2 separate regions of the Pan troglodytes genome follow, and region 1 is linked to region 2. Evidence: chromatin contacts called from public Hi-C data. All regions are on one chromosome and are shown on one strand. Each heading gives the region's core, a stretch centred on a gene start, on an enhancer-like site or on the middle of the called end of the contact. The rest is flanking DNA. Distances are from core to core; before and after follow the strand shown.

What was found. A called contact is a pair of places that touch in the nucleus more often than the background predicts.
Region 1: a contact with region 2 is called in a Hi-C map of induced pluripotent stem cells, with 5 times the contacts expected there. The contact joins two enhancer-like sites. A contact is called at or near these places in 3 of 7 Hi-C or Micro-C datasets (induced pluripotent stem cells and stem cell-derived neural progenitor cells) and 1 of 1 other capture datasets (stem cell-derived neural stem cells).

What each region holds. Positions count from the first base shown.
Region 1 is chr17:69,115,276-69,117,975 of NHGRI_mPanTro3-v2.0_pri, reverse strand. No RefSeq gene overlaps it. Among named protein-coding and RNA genes, the nearest start is that of OACYL, 42 kb to the right of the region's middle. Within about 2 kb of position 1,350, at least 5 of the 24 cell types and tissues checked have an H3K27ac peak or open chromatin away from gene starts, as enhancers often do. A contact at or near this core is called in induced pluripotent stem cells and stem cell-derived neural stem cells, where this site is marked.
Region 2 is chr17:68,831,354-68,834,053 of NHGRI_mPanTro3-v2.0_pri, reverse strand. No RefSeq gene overlaps it. Among named protein-coding and RNA genes, the nearest start is that of MALT1-AS1, 97 kb to the right of the region's middle. Within about 2 kb of position 1,388, at least 13 of the 24 cell types and tissues checked have an H3K27ac peak or open chromatin away from gene starts, as enhancers often do. A contact at or near this core is called in induced pluripotent stem cells and stem cell-derived neural stem cells, where this site is marked.

The DNA.
Region 1 (2,700 bases), core at 101-2,600, 280 kb before region 2:
AGGTGCTACTGCTGCAAAAATACTGCTATTTATTTCTCTTTTTTTAAGAGACAGGGTCTCACTCACTACGGCCCTGACTTCCACCTCCTGGGCTCAAGCGATCCTCTCACCTCAACCTCCCAATTAGCTAGAACTGCAGGCGCATGCCACCATGTTCCACTAAAAATACTGTTATTTATTGAGCAAGTCATATAGGCCAACCACTGTGGGAGGAGCCTGCTAGAGATTTCTAAACCTCAAAACAATCCTGCAAGGTAGCTATGACCTCCATTTTATGAAGAAATTATAGCTAAGAGAAGATAGGGTGACTTGCCCAAGGTCACCAACCACATAGCAGTACCAAGATCTGACACTGGTTCATGTTCTTTCCACATAGCCTCACAAGATGAAAAACTCTTTCTTCCTTCCCTCCCTCCCTTGCTTCATTTCTCCCTTCCTTCACGCCCTACCTCCTCCAAGCAAGATCTGAAGCAGCTACAAAGGGGAAGAATCAGGAATAAGGTGTCTAGACCAGCGCTGTTCAACAGAAACAGGATGCAAGCACAGCTGCCCCCAGTTTTACACTTTCCAGCAGCCACAGTTTAAAAGGTAAAAAGAAATAGGTACAACTCATTTTAATATTATTTATTTAGACCAATATATCCAAAATATTATCATTACAAACACGTACCCAATATGAAACATTGTTAATAAGCTATTTGACATTCTTTTCCCTTTTACTGAGTCTTCAGAGCCCAATGTGGGCTTTGCACACATAGCACATCTCACTTAGCCACTTACCTGGTGGCTATTTGCTGGACAGTGTGGGTTTAGAGTTTAGAAATGAGATTGCAGCCTGGAGGCGCATACAATACTGGCATGGATTCTGCATGGGCTGGGGTCAGAGCCCTCTTCTAAAAGAATATAGCTAAAAATCCAGGGTAGTTTTGGCTCAACTAGGGCAGAACAATGGCCCAGCAGTACCTCCAGACACCTAGGTGAGAGGGTGGGGGCTGGGGTGGTGCTCACAGATGGGAACTGGCAGGACTTGGAGCGTCTGCACTTAGAGGTACATCCCCAGCAGAGAGGGGCTCAGCACCAAGCCTCTGGTCTGCACCCGGGGACGGAGACCATTGATTCCCCTGTTCTCCCCACAATGAGAACGTCCTACATGGAGAGTGTCCGGTGGGTGGGAGGGCGGTAGGCATTCTAGGAGAGGGAGTGGAATTGTTGATCAATGTCATACAGAAAAGGCAGGCAACTCTGTCAAGACACAGCTTCCCAGATCAGCTCGCCTGCAGGTTTGCTCAGGCAACAGCCTCCCTGGGTCCTAGGCCCTGGGTCCTGCCATGTTTGCCATCTGACCATGCTGCCCTGCAGCTGCCCCTACACGCCTCCGGCCCCGCCTTTTTGATCATCCTTCCCACCATCTGTCACCTCCCCTCCCCGGGGAAAGTAGCCAGCGCTGTTCCCTTCAGAAGGAGAGCAGAAGGGAGCATTCCCCTGCCCCCCACTCCAGGCAGCATCCCTCACCTCTGCCAAATCCCCCCTCCCCAGGGTGCTTGTTAAAATGCAGACTTGGAGTCTGCAGGCTGTTGGGTGGGCCACGCCTTGAGTAGCAAGCTCATCTAAACTTTTCACACTGAGAAAATCATGTAATGTCTCCTCTTTCCTCTCCTCTAAAAGGGAAATGAGGGTTTCTGCTTTCTAAGATTTTTTGAAAATCTAACAAGAAAACAGTTTGAAATATCTAAACCACCCTAAAATATACACGTGCTACATTTTTGTCCAAGTTTCCAAGAGAATAAAAGTCAAAGTGGGTTTTCAAAGATTAAAATGTGGGATACTGGCCAGTGTAGTGGAGGGGTGAGAAGCAGGGATTCTCATACCTGGTGGGTGGGAAGGTAAATTGGAAAATGCACATTAAAATGTTAAATGCCCAAAACCCCCCATTCCACTTGTAGGAATTTAGCCCACAAACATGTCTATACAAGTGCACAAAAATATATAGAGATTGTCCCATTGTCTAAGACAGCAAAGAATTTGGACATTAGCTCCATGCCCACTAATGGGGACAAGTTAAATACATAATGGTACCCCACTCTGCCATACTGATAACCTTTAACATCAGGGATGTGGGTCCTTGTGTGCTTATAGAGAAATAGGCCAATTCTGTATTATAAATGAAAACACCACGTACAAACAGTGAAGTATATACTGCAATCCTATGCGTGCAGGAGAAGAACAGTGCTTATAAATACATGGAAAGATTCTGCAAGAATTCCTAAGAAACTGTTAAATACAGGTGTCCTGGGGGGAGTGAGACTAGAAGGGGGACCCTTTATTTTAGTTATAAGCTTCTGTTATAGTTAGACATTTTTATCACAAGGTATAAAAAAAAAAACCCCTAATTTTTAAAATGTAGCTGCTAGTTGACATAACCAGGCAGTTCTACAGTTCTAGAGCTTTACTCTCTTCCTTTCCTGTTAGATAATCTCTGTCCTGACTTACCCCTAGAAGTTGGGTTTGGGGATTTTCTTATAACTTGCAATAGCTCCCAAATAGTCTCCCCCTATCTGGCCCTTGCAGCCATTCTCTGCCCTGCAGCCAGAGTGAGTCTTGCAAGATGTAAATCTGCCCATGCCACTCCCTTGCTGGGACCCTTCAGAGGTTTATGTCTCAGAACAACAGGGAGAGTCCTTAGGGCAGCCTCCGCCCATC
Region 2 (2,700 bases), core at 139-2,638:
TTAAAATTAGCTAGAGCATGGTGGCATGCACCTGTAGTCCCAGCTACTCTGGAGGCTGAGGTGGGAGGATGGCTTGACCCTGGGAGTTTGAGGCTGCAGTGAGCCATGATTGCACCACTGCGCTCCAGCCTGGGTGACAGTGTGAGACCCCATCTCAAACCAAAACCAAGAAAAAAATTAGCAGACTCACCCTTCCACAAGCTTCTGAGCCTCCCAGAGTGGGAACTGGCTCAGTCTATACAGCTCCCAGCACGGCATCAGGAAAGGGTGCCATCATAAGGCATGTTATTGGAGCCAGTCTGCCTGGGTCCAAATCCAGGCCCCACCATTTACTTCCCCTGTGACCTTGAGCAAGCCAGCTAGCCCTCAGGGCTTTGATTTTCTCCTCTGTAAAACGGGGATAATAGCAGCATTTCCACTGCAAAGACCTGAATGAGTAAAATGGTTAGCACCGTGCCAGGCTCATAGCGCTCTGTAAGTATTAGCTGTTATAATTATTAGGGGTTCAAGTTCTGTCTTGCTCAGCTTTCCAGCTCATTGAAGGCTAAAGACCCAGTGCATTAATTGCTCAAAAATTTGTCGTAATTGCTTGGAACTTTTCATTTACATCCTGCAAAGATTATTTCTGCCATAACATTGCAAAGTTTTCGAATAGCCTTGTTCCCGTTTCTGAATATGGGCAGGGATCCCTTTGGGGTGCTCACTGACCACTCCCAGTTGAGCCATGGGTTCTCTCTGGGCTGTGTATGGGGAGGGCGTGGAGGGTGGCATGATGGATGTACAGAGTGGAAGCCCTCAGGACAGAGGTGCCCTGGAAAGTTCGTAAGGCACAGCGGCTGCAAAACCTCTCACGCCCACCTTAGAATTCCCAATGTACTTTCCTCAGTCTCCAGGTCTGTCTTTTCCTTATAGTGTTTCTCAGTGTCTCATTCTGTACGTGAGAAATCCCAGTAAAAATTGAGAGTGGGAACGATGCAAAATAGAACTGTGTACTTAAAAATGGTTAACATGGCAAATGTTATGTTTTACAAGAATTAAAAATAATAGTTAAAAAAGCCGCAATTATAAAAACAAAAAACTAGAGTAGGAGGGACCTAGGGACCTCTATTCATGATTTGACATCCAATTTGGAGAGGCCAGAGTCAGGGAAGCTCCCTGCCAGGATTTCAGTCCTTTTTGTTTTTCCCTGCTGGGTGGGTAGTTTTCAAAACTCCGCTAGAATCTAAACGCTTTTGCTTCCGTGCCCTGCTCCCTGCCCCAGGGGCCCCAGATGGGTATCTGGTTGACTGTTCTCAAGGCAGGGGCCTCCCTCCTAGGAGATTCGGTGGAGCTTTTTGATATTTCTCTGCCCTTTGGCAGCATCACAGGCGTGGGCATGGGAGAGGAGGGAGCCCGCCACTTGTCCTGGCCTGTTGATGCATGCCCGAGTCTGGCTGTCATCCCAGCCGCCCTGGCTGCTGTCCCTCGGTCTTCCTGAGGGCCCCCAGGCCTTCTAGGTATTGTATGGAGCCACGAGCTGGACGGGGAGGACCTGGATGTGCGTGGGAGCTCGCGGGTGGGTGAGAGCGCACCACTGCTTCCCTGCGCTGCGCAGCTGCAGGGCCCCGGGCAGGTGCAGACGGCGCTCAGACCGGGACGAACGCAAGCCTGTGCTGCCCTCTGCTGGGTACCCAGCTCCCGGCCGGCCCCGAGCTCAGAAGGCGAAGGGAGACCCAAGGCCAGGCTGGGGCCCACAAAGCCGGGGTCCTCTAAGGGGTGCATCCAGCTCCCAAGGCCCCCGTGCGGACTTTGAGCAGTCCCCGCGCGGGGGCCCCAGGGTTTCTCGCTGGGCCCATCATGCCCTCTGGGCTAGGTGGCCAGGACTGTGCTCTCTTGCCTAGGGACCAGGTGAGCTCGAACTGTCCCCATGGGGCGGCTGCGGCTCCTGCAGGCTGTGCCGTCCTGGGCTCCTTTTCCGACATTGCCACCTGCCCCATTTCCTTTCCAAAGCAGAGGTGTAGGCGCCTGCCCACTATCAGTCCCTCTTTGTTGCAAGAGGCTCTGAAGGGCCCTCCCGCCTCCAGACCATTCATTCCCGTCTGACTCTGCAGCCAGACAGATCTTTCCAGAACATTAATCTGATTCTGTCATGCCCTGGCCTGACCTCCTTCAAAGTCTGCCAATTGCCAAGAGGGTCATTACAAAACTCAGCATGAAATACAAAGGCCTTCAGATCTGGTTCCTGCTTCTCTTCCACCTTTTAACCCCCAGCATTATGGTCTCTTATGTCTGTCATCTTCCTGTCGAGACGAGAGGCCTTGCGCTCTGGAGCCACACAGCCGGAGTCCTTTCCCCGCTCTACTATTTGCTAGCTGTCTGACCTTGGCCGAGTTTCCTCTCTCTCTCTCTCTCTTTTTTTTTTTTTTAAGATGGAGTCTTGCTCTGTCGCCCAGACTGGAGTACAGTGGTGCGATCTCTGCTGGTTGTAACCTCCGCCTCCCAGGTTCAAGCAGTTCTCCTGCCTCAGCCTCCCAAGTAGCTGGGATTACAGCTGCACACTACCATGCCTGGCTAATTTTTTTGTATTTTTAGTAGAGATGGGGTTTCACCATGTTGGCCAGACTGGTCTTGAACTCTTGACCTCAGATGATCTGCCTGTCTTGGCCTCTCACAGTGCTGGGATTACAGGCGTGAGCCACCTCGCCCAGCCCCAGAGTTTCC